Linked DNA regions of Mus musculus: region 2 is linked to region 1. The links are chromatin contacts, called in public Hi-C maps. All regions are on one chromosome and are shown on one strand. Each heading gives the region's core, a stretch centred on a gene start, on an enhancer-like site or on the middle of the called end of the contact. The rest is flanking DNA. Distances are from core to core; before and after follow the strand shown. Region 1 overlaps Gm43837 (a long non-coding RNA gene). Region 2 overlaps Fam114a1 (family with sequence similarity 114, member A1).

Region 1 (6,570 bases), core at 6-2,505:
TACAGGGGGACAGGAGGGAAGGGCAGGCTATGAGAGGGACCCTGTAGCTCACCCACAGGGAAAAGCAGGCCACTTGGGAAAAATCCAGACGCATTAGTTCCAGATTTTGTTGTTGTTGTTGTTGCTGTTGGTTCCTGTTCTCTGGCAGGCCAGAGCACTCTGCAGAAAGGGGACCTCCCAGGGCCCTTCCAGCCTGCTTCTCCTGCATGACCTGCACCTGCTCTGGGGCACGATAAAATATCTAGGGATAACACCCGGGGCGGAAGCCATGTGCATGGTCAAGGTCTATGCAATGTACTGATCTCTGATCAGTTACGATGCTATCAAAGTTGCCTTCCCTCACCGGTACAGCTTAAAAGCAAAGAACCAGACACCCCTCCTATGAGTGGCTCTGCCCAGGACCTGTATCTCAGCCCGTGTGTTGAGAAAGACAGACCCCGTCGTAAGCTGTGACCTTTACCGGCAGAAGCTTGCACTGTTCGCGGATGGAAGGAGACACAGTCACTCTTCCAACCATCTCCAGCTGAGCCCCGCTGGGAGCTGCTACCTCCTGTACACCTTGTCGTTCTACCCTAGAGACTTCATTTTTCTCTTCTTTTTACCTGTTTCCTCCCTCAGGCCTGGGAAGAGATGTAAGCCCTCACGGCTTTCTTACAACCACTCTCCTGAAAGACAAGTGACCAGAAGAGGAGATATCCCAGCAATAGGAAACACCATGAAGAACACCTCTCTAGAGTTCCATTAAGCTCTGGGAACAGGATCATGGTAATATTGTGCTGAGCATAAAGGTCTGAAATAGCTGCAGAGTGGTGGCCTTCCAGCTACTTCAGTGGGAGACTATGAATCCCTTGTCCTTTCAGTGAGCGTGTGGGGGATACAGTGTCTGCACCACTCAAGCTTAGTGCACTGTTCTAGACCCAGCACTGACTGGTGCTTACCTGGGATGGTACCCAAAACCTGCCAAACTTCTGTCCGTCTTGCTATCATCATTTCCGGTGTATGAGCAAGGCTTTAGTGGCCCTGAAAGATTGAGGGATCTCCCCAGGAGTACAGAGCTACATCATGAAAAGCCAGGACCAAAGTCCCTTCAGGACACTTAGCGGTTCCATTCTCCTGCCCCAAGAAGAGATGTCCAAAGGAGATTGCACAACCCACACTGAAAGTTGGTTCCAGGCACTGCCCTCAGAAAAGTCCCTCACCGAGCATTTGAGCTTCTCTCACTTCAGTCACAGTCCATTTCCTCTTCCCAGCCGGCCGGCATGCTAGAGAATTAGGTGTGGCAACTTCCAAGAAGGGAGGGAGGTACCCACCCCCACCCCCACCCCCCTCAGGACATCCTACAGCTCTGAATGGGAGCATTCCTTCACAGTAGTTGTGCTGGAACCAAAACCCTTCCTGTGAAGGTCACCTGCCCCCATCAGGAAGTCCCCCACCCCCTGCATCCTTGTCAAAAGCTCCTCCCCCCCCCACACCCCCTCCATCTTGGAGAGCAAAGGTTCATTAGCTTGCTAAGAAATCACATCTCTGCCTCTGGTGCAACAAGCCTAGGGTCTTGCAGCAGACAAATGGTATTTTTGGTTCCTTGGTAAGTCTACAAACCCAGGGTTCCATCTCCTGGCATTAAATAGCTTCCTTCCTAATTGGAGCATGCTCAAAAGTCAGACCCACCATAGGGCTTGTTAAAATTCTGATGGCAGTACTCCACCCACAGGTAGGACCCTGGGGCCTGTATCTCTAACAAGTTCCCAAGAGATGTTGATGCTGCTGGCCCTGGACCACACTCCGCATCTCCAGGGATTACTTTGTGGTGCAGCATTAGCCCCAGCAATGCCATTTTCACAAAGCACCATTTAAAACATGATTCCAGGATAACATATTATGTAAGACCCCAGAAGCACAAATCAGCATGTGAGGTCAAGAGGTAGAGGAGAGTGAAGAGCGTGAAGCCAGGTAAGCCCTAGCCAAACACTGAGAAGAGAGCTCTGGACGTCCTGTGCCTCCCATAAGGAGCGCACATCAAGGGATCGTGGAAAAAGTCTTGTTTATAGTCAGGCTTTCTTTCTCATTCCTGAGGCGACCACAGCTGACCTGGGCAAAACAGGCCTGCCCTGCCCAGACCTGCCCAAGGTGTTCCCTCATTCCTTGGAGGTGAAGATGGTACGGGCGGGGGGGCGGGGGGGAGTTGTGGGAAGGGGTATGGGGGACATGGTCTGGGGATACTGTCTGTCTCAGCCTGCCAGCCCAAGTGGACTCTGAAATTCCAATCTGAGTAGCTGAGAAGACAGAAAATGTTCTGACCCTTTCTGCAATCACAATTTCTTAGAAACATCAACATCAGAAGGTAAAACCTGAGTAGATTAACCACTCAACTTCTTCCCAAATTCTTTTGCCCGTTCCATTCCTTCTGAATGGAAATTTCTTTCTTGTGGCTATTCCTAGTCTCCCTTCCACAGTCAGCTATGGCTCCTGTCTGGGCGGTGGTCTCAGGCACTTCTCCCTCTTTGGCTTCCACACTTGCAGCATCCTTAAACCTTCAGCCAATCAGCATCTCCTTTGCAGGCTCCTTTGCCTCCTCCCTTTGTTCTTTCTGAATGATCATTTTCTTTTCTGTGACATCGACAACAAGAACTGAAGAAACAGAAGGAAAGGTAGCTGTAAGCAGAGGGAGGCTGGAAAGGGATTTTCTCTCAGAGAGAGAAGAAAGAAAGAGTGTAGAGATGCCTAGCAGCCCCCTGGAGGTTTTGAGGAAAGAGAACCCAGGCAGGTTCTGGAAGCAACAGAAAGAAACAGGGTGGAGATTGTAGCAGGGGTGGCTCTGTGGTGTGGTTACAGAGTGTGAAAAATGCAGTAAAGGGGATACAGCAATTCTGAAACCTCCCCTGGTGCCAGGGACCCTTATGCTTTAACTGCATCACCACTGTGGGACTAGGTGGCCTGGGCTCAGCCTTCATTGGCTCACCTCCGCACGATCCTTCCATCTTTGACCTTGCCCTTTCCAGTGTCTGGCACAGTGCCTAGGCTGTGGTAGTTGCTCAGAAAGGGCTCCCTTCTTTCCTCTCTCCAGCTCCGGGGCATCCTTCATGTTGACATGGGGACAGAATTGGAGTTGAGGCTGATAGGACAATAGGAGATGAGGAGGGAGGGTAAATAATGCATAGCACTGAACCCTCCCCCCCCCCCCACACCCTGGACCAAATACCAGCCTCACAATGCTGATCTTGGCAGGGGGCCCACCATCTACCAGACCCCCCCACCCCCGCAGGCCTCTGGGGTATGGCTAATTAAAGACACGCTTACTCATTTCATTCCCAAGTCACTATTTAAGGAAATAGAACCATGCCATTCCTCTAAGGCCTCTGACCTTAGATACTAGAGGCAAACAATGCCGGGGCTTGTCCAAGTGGCCATAAATGCAGAGCTGTTCAAAGAGCAATTGAGGGCCAGAAAGGGAGGACAGCACAGGCCACACAGCTGGGCCAGCTGCTGGATGGTCCCCTCCTTCCATTCTCCCCACTCTCTCCTCTTCCCCATCCCCTGCAGAAGCTAGTGGCAACCCTCCCACCCTGACACCCCCTCCCTACCACCTCCTCACAGTTAGCTCCTGGTTTTCTGAGCTCATTCAGACTCCTAGCTGACTCAGAGAAGCCTTAGTGATCTCCATGGATTTCAAGCAGGAGCAACTTGCAGCCTCTGGGATTTTTCAGGGTTTTTTGAGACTAAAGAAAAACATGGCTTTTGTATCTGTGTGTCGTGTATGTGCACATGTATGTTCATGTGTACATGTCTATCTATGCATGTAGGCAGAAGTCAGATAAGGACACCTGGGATCTTGTCCCATTACTCTCCTTTTTATTCCTCCTAGACAGGGTCTCTGAACCTGTGTCTGGACTGATGTATTGAGGATTGGTTCTAATGCTTTGATTTAATCAGGAATCTGTGTGTCCAAATGCTGAAGGACCTTGTCCCCAATTGGTTTTTGATTGATCAATAAAGATGCTAGCAGTCAATGGTTGGGCAAAAGGAGATGGACCGGGACACTTAGATTTGCGAGGGCTTGGGATAGAGAAGTGGAGACAGAGGATTGCCTGAGATGGCTTGAGATGAGTTGAGAGATGGCTCAGATTTAGAGCTGTGGCAGAGAGAGCCTCTGAGCAGTGTAAGAATTCTGGTAAGTGGCCACTGCCCACTTCCCTATTGGGCCTGGGGTAGCAGGCAAAGGCTTAGCACTGCCTAACCTTTGAGCTAATCACAGCATTTCAAAAACAAGCTAGTGTGTGTGTATCTTTCATTCGCCAATGAAAGAGTCCCTTGGTGGGTGACTGGAAGTGTGTGACCGGCCGGGAGCACAAAGTGGAATGGTATGTCTCTGCTTCTCCACCAGCCCCCTTCTCAGCATTGGGGTTAGAGGTGCACATAGAGCCATGCCTGGCTTTTTATGTGCATCATGGGATCCAATTCTGGTCTTTTAACGCTCTTGCTTATGGAGTCATGTGTTCAGTCCCCAAACACAAACTTTAATCAACACACTCTTGGCTGGGATCTGCCTATGTCAGATGTGGTATTGAGAAGGGAAGGGCAGAGAATGCAAAGCTTTCGATAGACTGTAGTGATCACTCAATAAAGGGCCTCCAGAGACTGCTCTCTGCTTCCTGCAGATGGAGCCTCTTGAGAACTTCCTCTGACAGCCATGAGCTCTGCAACTCCCTCCCTGCTGTGATGAGCTGAAACCTCTGAACCCGAGAACCAACATAAACTCTCCTCCACCATCTCTCTCCTCCACCATCTCTCTCCTCCACCATCTCTCTCCTCTACCATTTCTGTTGGAGATAGTGGTCAGAGTGATATTCAAGTAACAAACACAGAAAACAGATAGCAGAGAAGTAGGGTGACTTCTATGAACACCCCAAAGTCATCCTGCTTAGACTTTGGCAGATGATTTGTGGAAGGAATTTGGAAGTTTGGGGCAGTGGACTGGAGAAGCCCTGACATGCTGTGAATGTAATGGATGATTCTGGTCCAAATGTAGAAGACCCAGAATGCTGACAGAAACACGGATGGCAAAGGACAGGCTCAGAGGCTCCAGACAAGGACAGGGATTGTATAGGGAATTAGATCTCAAGTCATTTCTATTATATCTCCAGAAGGAATTTGTCTGTATTCTTTAAGGTCTTTAAATTTTGAAGTGAAGCTGGGTTTTTCTGTTGTTTTGTTTCCAAGGCAGGGTTTGTCTGTGTAGCCCCCACTGTTCTGGAACTCACTTTGCAGGTCAGGTTGGCCTCGAACTCAGAGATCTGCCTGCCTCTGCCTCCTGAGTGCTGGGACTAAAGGTGTGCACCACCAATCCAGCTTTGAAGCTGGTTTTTAAAAGAGTGAGCCAATTTATTTGGTTGAAAAAATTCCAAGTCTTCACAGCATTCAGGCTGGTACAGGGCCATTTTTGGCTGCTTTTAGTCAGGAAACTCCGAGCAGGAAAATTTGGGAAAACATGCAGTTTGAGAGAGAAAAACAAAAAACACAAAACACAAACTTACCTAAAGTTGGAGGTAAAACCAGTATAGACAAAGCAGCTAATCTGTTAAACAGATTAGCATCCTTCAAGAAGCTGCTTGCAGCACTAGGAAATGGGAGTGGAAGTGAGACCCCGCCCTGCTCTACGGTGTGAAAGTACAGACTCATTGAAAGAATTTCCTTTGTAAGAGAGAATGAAAAACATGCCTTCCTAAACAGGGTCTTCCAGAACTGATACACATGTACACACAGAGACTGTAACAATACAAACAAGACCTGCATAGTTACAAATCAGACAAGAGCCCAGGATGGAGAAAGGGAAGTGGAGGAGTCCACTCCTGACCAATCCTAACCATCAAACTAGTTGCAAACAAAACTCCTGGGAACGGGAAAATCCGTGTTCTTCAATGGAGAGATGCACAGATGTATCAACCTCACTCCAGGGTAGACTCCATGCCCAGGAGTAGTCGACTAACACAAAGTAGACTCTGTGCTTGATTGTATGTGAGTTGCATTATTTTATTTGGTATTTTTTTCTTACTGGTTTTCCTTTCTTTTCCTGTCTTTTCTTTTCTTTTTTGGTTTGTTTGTCTGTTTTGATTTTCTCTTTCATTTTTCTTTTTCTTATGAGAGAAAAGACGTGAAGCTGTGTAGAGTAGGGAGATGGGGAGGAGATGGGAGAAGTTGGGGGAAAGGAAAATGTATGATCGAAATGTATGGATAAAAACAATTTTAAAGAAAGTTTTAAAGCCCTCCTAGAAAAGCACTGACTAGAAGTATTTTCTTTGGTACAACAAAGTGGGCTCTCAGAAGCTGCGTATGCCTAGGGGCTATGTGTGTCTGACACTGTACAAGTGTGTGTGCACTCAGGGCTGCGTGTGCCTGATGCTGCCTGAGAAACTACAGGATTTAATGGTCATCATGCCAGGTTTCAGTCTTGCTTTGATCCTATCTTTTTTTGCTGCCCTCTTGTTTCTTTTAGAATGGCAGCATTCAGCCTATGTCCTCTTATACGCCATTTCAGTTTTGATTGAATGGCTCACAGCCCGGAGTTTTCTCTTG
Region 2 (6,777 bases), core at 463-2,962, 610 kb before region 1:
TAACATGGGCTGGATTGAAGTCAGATGACCTTCAATACGTTCCTATGTATAAACCTATGTATAATATGTTCCTAGGATTATATGTATGGTGGCATATAATCCTAACACTCAGGGGGCTGAGGCAGGAGGATGGCAAGTTTGAGTCTAGCCTAGTCTGCATAAGATTCTAGGTCAGTGTGGGCTACTTAGCAAGATCGTGTCTCTAAACAAAACAAAGCCCTCCAAACAAACAAATAAAAAAATAACACTACAGTTCCTCAAACGTACACCATGAAAGGTCTTGAGCTGACAGCTCTAAATCAAAGGGTCACTCAGTGGGGAAATTGGGAAGGAGTAGCAGTCCAAAGTAGGCTGAAGGTCACGGACTCCATCAGACTAATAGCACCTGTATTTCCAAGAAGGGACAGTCTTTATTTCCAAGACACTGGCACAGTTGGGATTCGGTAAGGAGTACAGAGCAGACCTTCCCACTCATTGGGTAAAAACCAACCCTTGACTTGATAGAAAAGAGTCTTCTATTTCATCCACAGACAGCTTGACACCCTGCACTAAGATGGGGTAAGCCTTTCTTAGACAGGAGGAAGGGATCAAAGCACTGGTAGACCACTGCGGTCCTCATGGCTACTGGAGTTCTAGAAGGAAAAACAGCCTGTGCCCCCTCCATCTGGGTGCCTGCTACCTGCCGTGGCATGTAAGGAGAAAGGAAGCACGCATCCTGGGACCCTGGGTTGTTCAAACACGAGGCAGTGGTAACCAAGTCAAAGGAAGACACCAGAGTCAACTAGAACCAGTCAGAATTACAAAACACTGTTCAAATGACTGTTCATCCATCTCTTGAGTTAGAGGAAGACACAGATGAGACTCATACATACTCAAAAGAGTAGTATTTTGGATCTGATATCAATGCATAGAACCCTGTGGAAATCTAGGTGTGGTGGCATGAGTTTGTAGCCTCAGAGCTGGGGACATAGAGACAGATACATCCCTGGGGCTTGACATCCAGCCGTTGTAACTGAATCAGTAAATTTCAGGCCAAGTGAGCCATGCTGTTTCAAAAGGCAAGGCAGACACAATCCTGAGGAATACCCTTTGACTTTCGAGGTTAGCCTTTGGCCTCTGCACATACTCACACATGCACCCCCACATACACACAGAAGGCCGATTTCTCAGTTCTAACCTGATTTATCAAAGCAACACAGGCAATGGTATTTACTGGCTTCTTCCAACGAAAGCTATTTGTCATCATATATTACCTACAAACCCTGAAAACTTAGGAAACATGATTTACAGCTTTAATTACAATAGAAATATGTGCCTACACTCATGCAGATAATTAAACACAGCTCAAACTCATTACTGAGTTACTCGGAAAAAAAAAAAAAAACAAACTGCTAAGCCGAAGACTTAATTATAAGCTTTCAATCTGACTCGAATTAATTCTTTCTAGCCTCCAAAGAATTCCAAACATTTCAATGGAATCTCATCGAAATTTCAGCAAACACTTAAGTCGTTGGCTTCATATTCTTCAAGGTAGTTTAAAAACAACAACAACAACATCCACACAGACTTTCCAAAAGGAGACTGCAGAATTCTCCACGCATAATTCACAGCTATAGATTTCTGAGAGCCAAAGTCAGGGAATAAGTGATCTCTGGAGGCACAGCTTGCTCAGCTCTGGGGCTCAGCGGCGCTCACACTCATTATTAGCTCTTTAATCTTCCGGGGCCTTACATCCCCCTCTTTGACTTCCTCCACAGTAGGTTAGTCTTGTCTGTTTCTCTGTTGGGAGAGCTGCTTCTCATCTTGGCCAGTCTGTAGTCCCAGCACTTGGAAAGCAGAGGAAGGTAAGAGACTAGCCTCAGCTACCTAACAAGTCCAAGGCTTGCCTGGGCTACATGAGATACCGTCTCAAACAAAACAGCAAAGGGAAAAAAAGAACAAGCCTCCCACATGACCACAGACAAGTGTGCATAAACTGTCTCCAGAACTACCCCTTTGTTTTCGGAATGGAAGACAGTTTTCATGTGCATGCAGCTAAGATGTGTTTAAGCCGGCATTTCACCATGGTGCTATCTGTTCTCTGATTAACAATTCTAAGTTTTTTTGTAAGTAAAAGAAAGTACTTTCTGAATTTTCCTAGAAATTCAAATTTAAGCGTTATATTTACCTAAATATTGTGATTTTTTTTTAAATAGGTAGAGACTGCCACACCCTACTTAGCTGAGCCACTTCCAAAGCTTGACTTAGTGTGACATCTAGTGCCCAGATAAGGAAATCATAACAGAGCCACTGGGACTTTTATTTTTGACTAATGACTCCATTTCCAGAGGTTTCTACTAACAAGAAAAAGACAACAAATGTGTGTGACACTACTTGGTGTCGTTTGTGAAATAACTTCACACCACCACAAACCCTAAATATTCTAAAACATGGAAGGCTCCGGAATCCCAAGGCTCTGAGGCTGGGACTGGGTCTGGTTTTCAGGCTGCAGTAGGTGAGTGCTGGAAAGCCAAACCAGAAAACAAAACAAAACAAAACAAAACAAAAAAAAACACAAACAAACAAACAAACAAACAAAAAAAAACCCAGCAAACCCAAATCAAGACAAGAGGGCAAGAATGTCCCAAGAATGTTGCAGGACAGTGTCCTCTAAAAACATTCCATGGCCATCTGGCTTTTTAATTACCTGTGCTTACACGCTAAATGAAAGCAATCTAGACTGAAATCCGCCAAGGACATTGGTCCCACAATTTCTTAGCTGTGTGATGTTAACTTAGTTACCTAATTTGTCCGCGTGTCTCTGCTTCTGTGCTTTTTCTGCCATGAGAATTATAATATCGACCTTCCAAAATCTCTCCTCTATACCTTTAGGACATCCCAGACACTGTATTAAAGTGTCTACTTTTCTTAATAACACTGTGCTAAGAGATGTGTAATACCCCTTCCATAACTGAGAAAACTGAGGTCAATCAAAAGAACGTTATCTGCCAAAGGTCCCAAAGTTGGTAAGCGGGAAGCAGGATTTAAATCCAGTCCATCTGATGCCAGAACCAACATGTATAATCCCTTTGACATACTGAGGAAGTTTTATAGTTGAGAATGCCTTCTAACCTTGAAGGTCAGATCCTTGGTCAGGCTCTTCTTTAGAACACTTTGACTTATGCTAACCTGAACTTGAGTTGCCTCACCTTGACCACACAGCAAGGTGAAGTCCATGTTCGAAGTGTGGCCTTACTCTGGCTCTTGTATCCCAGTCATGCCTTGCACGGTCAGGGTTGATGTTCGGAATCACTCCCTGTACTGGAAGACGTGGGGATGCGGTTGGGTTGGGACCATGGGGTATGGGGTGATACCACACCCCAGTTCAATATTCTTCTTAAGTCCTCTTCTTGTGAATCCTATCAAATCCAAAGGCCCAGCCCATTGGGAGAGAGAGATGAAATAGCATACTTGTGGAGGCTGGGTCTCCGACCAGTGGTAAAGAGGAATAGCTGTAGCTCTAGACAGCATGATCGGGTAGCCCAAGGCTGCTTTCTGTTAGACATATTTGCCAATGGCAAGGGCTGCAGCTACGTCATGAGGAGGTCTCTTCCCATCTAAATTGCTTTCTTTTAAATATATTTCCTTCTTTTAAAAACAGTACATACAAAACAGACAAAACCATCAATTGGTTCTCTGATCTACGTGGCTGAATTTTCCCCTAATACGTTTTGAGGGAAATGGGTATAACATAAAATGTATCCTCTTAAGTGCTCCACTACACAGTTTCATGGAGCAGACACACCGCTAATGTCCACTTCCAGACCTCATTTGTACCCATTAGGCAGTAGCGCCTCCTCCCTCTACCTACCAGGCCCTGATAACCTCTGTTTTACTCTGTGTCTTTCTGATTTTGGTCACTCTAAGAACCCTATCCAAGTGGAATCCCACAGTACTTGCTTTTTGTGCCTGGTCTTGTTTAGCTTAGCATAACGCCACTCAAGGTTCATCCATTTGTGGTGTGTGTCAGAATTCCCTTCCTTTTTAAGGTTGCATATTATTTCACTGTATACCCTGCTTGTTATATATACCATTGGCAGATCTATGGCTTGCACCTACATGTTAGTGTTGTGAATAATGACAGTTTGAACATGGGTATACAATAACTCTCTGAGACCTTACTCTCAAGCCTTCTGAATATATACCCAGCAATAAAATAAGTAGATCACACCCTAACAGTTCTTTATTGGTGTATATTTTGGTTGTTAGCTCATATATGCGCGTTGAACCACCCTTTCCTCTAGCTCTTTGTTCGGATAGTACATCATCAAAGCCTAGCCCCAGCACCCTCTTAAAAACTTTAACCTACACTCCCAGCAACTCTGAGCTTTTTCTATTTTGTATATTTTTTAGATATTTGCCACTTCCTGGAACTTTGTATAATTTTCCTATTCAGAGAGTGTATTCTCTGCTGGCTTTTTTCTCCCTCTTGGGGGAGGGAGCTTTAATTCATTTGTTCACACTCAAGTGACTATGGCACACCCAATACAGTAAGTAGTCACTGCCTGGCTTCTGTATTGACCATCTCTGTACATATACATCAGTGAGCTTTTCAAAGAACCAGCAGAGGTGGGCTGGACTTAGAGGAATGTGCACTTCAAACTCTATGGAGAACGCCAACTGCCCTTTGGAGAGGTCTTGCCTTACACTCTTCTTGGGGGTGAATTGTAATGACAGTCATCTAAAAAATATTGATCTTGCCTCAGACACTTCTCTTAATGAATTCAAGACATAATAACAAGTCGTAGAATGTAGTTTTTTAGAAAAAGATACATCGAGGCTGCCATGCTCAAATAAGCAAACTAAATGCAGCTTTAAAAGGTGACAATCAACTTTCTTTCTGGAAAAGTCTTCGCTCTCCAAAACGATGGGCAAATTTCTCTGTGGTCAATGTTCAATATACCCTACCCTAGGGTCAGGGATAAGAATAAGTGCTACTGAGCTGACAATGTTTGCATCAAAGCCCACCAGAAATCCATCAGTCTTGTTCCTGATACAGAGATTTCAAAGCACTGTGGGAAACTGTAGCATCAATAGCATCATCCTTTTCATGGATGAACCGTGATGGCTATTCTTGGTTATCAACTCAACTACATCTGGAACCAACTAAACCCAAATGGCTGAGCCCACCTGTGAGATACTTTTTTCTCAATTAAACCCTTTGAAATGGGAGGCCCACTTCTAATCCGGATCTTTTGTAGTAGGAAGATCCATCTTTCATCTGGGCCACACTTTCTGCAGGTAGTCTATATAAAGGACATGGAAAAAGGAAGCTCTCTTTCTTCCTTTGTTTGCCAGTCCATTCCTTTGCTGGCATTAGAGCCTACATCTTCAGGATTCTGACATATACTGAAGAGTTGAGACATCTAGCTTTGTGGACTGAACAATTATTGGATTTTTTTTAACCTTTCATTGGTAGATAGCCATTGTTGAACTAGCTGGACCACAGTCTGTAAGCCAATCTAATACATTTTCACACACACGCACACACACACACACACACACACATACATACACACACATATATACATACACATATATATGTATATATGTATATATATAATATATAGGGGATATACATACATACACACACATATACATATACATACATATTCATATTAACTCTGTAAGTTCTATTCCTCTAGAGAACCCTGTATTAGTCAGGGTTCCTAACCCTTAAGAATTTTTATATCATCAACATTACTTCATAATAAACAGATAGATAGATAGATAGATAAATAGATAGTTCCTTTCCATTGATGTTACATTTGTACAGAGGGAAGTTTTCACAGTAGCACAATTTTGATGAGTCTGCCATTCTTTGCAATAAACATTGATGCTGTTTCGAAAGGGCTGGTAGAGAATGTCACCAGAATGTGAAAACTTGCAACCTGGGCGAGGATGGGAAAGGACAGAGTGACTTTGAGAAAGAAATATCAGATGCACTCTATTCCTCAATCAACTGTTCTGGCATTAGATATTTGCAGTCATAACACTGTCGCAACCAACTTTTCAAACAAACATGTAGGCCTTTGGCTGATCTAGTAACAAATTCCCCATTCTGAAGAGGTTTGACTCAGCGTAACAGCTGGACCATCCACTTCCTCCGAGAGAACCATTCTAAAGGTACGTTCTGTCTATAATGTGCTTGTGGGAAATCATTGCTGATTTTCATGATATTGCTTTGAAGTTATTAATATTATCACTTACTGGGTCATTTTTCTGTATTTTTAACATTTCCTCCCTTTGGTTTCTGAATGGGATGACAGAGATTTTTGTTGCATTTTTGTGAATTTTTTTCCACAGGCATGTGTGGTGGATGATTAAGTCTTCTTAGACTGTGACACAGTTTGTCTCGGAGTGATGAAAATATCTTTAAGATGGAGGGTCCCTCATAGAACTGGTAGCTAGAAATGCTTGGTTTCACATATGCATTCCTCTTAACCTTAGACTCAAAGTAATACACCAAAGGACAAGGCGGAACAATGCAGAGGAGTTAAATGCAAGTCTCAGTGCGGTATGTTTCCACTAAGCACCGGGGCTACACACACACAGTTCCTTCTACAGGTAACTATGAGATGGAAGCATCATTTTCTACAAGTGGGAAGAGACCTTGTAGAAAAGCTCTCTCAAGTAGCCCCCTTTTCTTAAGATTTATTTGTGCATTGTATGTATGTGAGTACACTGTAGCTGTCTTCAGACACACCAGAAGAGGGCATCAGATCCCATTACAGATGG

What was found. A called contact is a pair of places that touch in the nucleus more often than the background predicts.
Region 2: a Hi-C map of bone marrow-derived macrophages shows a contact between it and region 1, with 14 read pairs. The contact joins two enhancer-like sites. A contact is called at or near these places in 2 of 15 datasets of contacts at CTCF or cohesin (large pre-B cells and stem cell-derived epiblast-like cells), 9 of 484 Hi-C or Micro-C datasets (CD4 T cells, CD8 T cells, adipose-derived mesenchymal stem cells and 5 more), 3 of 115 datasets of contacts at active chromatin or transcription factors (T-cell acute lymphoblastic leukemia, memory CD8 T cells and pancreatic cancer cells) and 1 of 9 other capture datasets (embryonic stem cells).

What each region holds. Positions count from the first base shown.
Region 1 is chr5:64,386,271-64,392,840 of GRCm38.p6, reverse strand. Gm43837 (a long non-coding RNA gene) reads right to left here. Exons shown (of 3, transcript XR_003955925.1): 3 at 2,966-3,112. Among named protein-coding and RNA genes, the nearest start is that of Gm43837, 12 kb to the right of the region's middle. Within about 2 kb of position 1,255, at least 53 of the 459 cell types and tissues checked have an H3K27ac peak or open chromatin away from gene starts, as enhancers often do. A contact at or near this core is called in bone marrow-derived macrophages, where this site is marked.
Region 2 is chr5:64,998,621-65,005,397 of GRCm38.p6, reverse strand. The region is part of intron 3 of Fam114a1 (family with sequence similarity 114, member A1); the gene reads right to left. All of the region lies in intron 2 of Gm32374 (a long non-coding RNA gene), which reads left to right. Among named protein-coding and RNA genes, the nearest start is that of Gm32374, 18 kb to the left of the region's middle. Within about 2 kb of position 1,712, at least 37 of the 459 cell types and tissues checked have an H3K27ac peak or open chromatin away from gene starts, as enhancers often do. A contact at or near this core is called in bone marrow-derived macrophages, where this site is marked.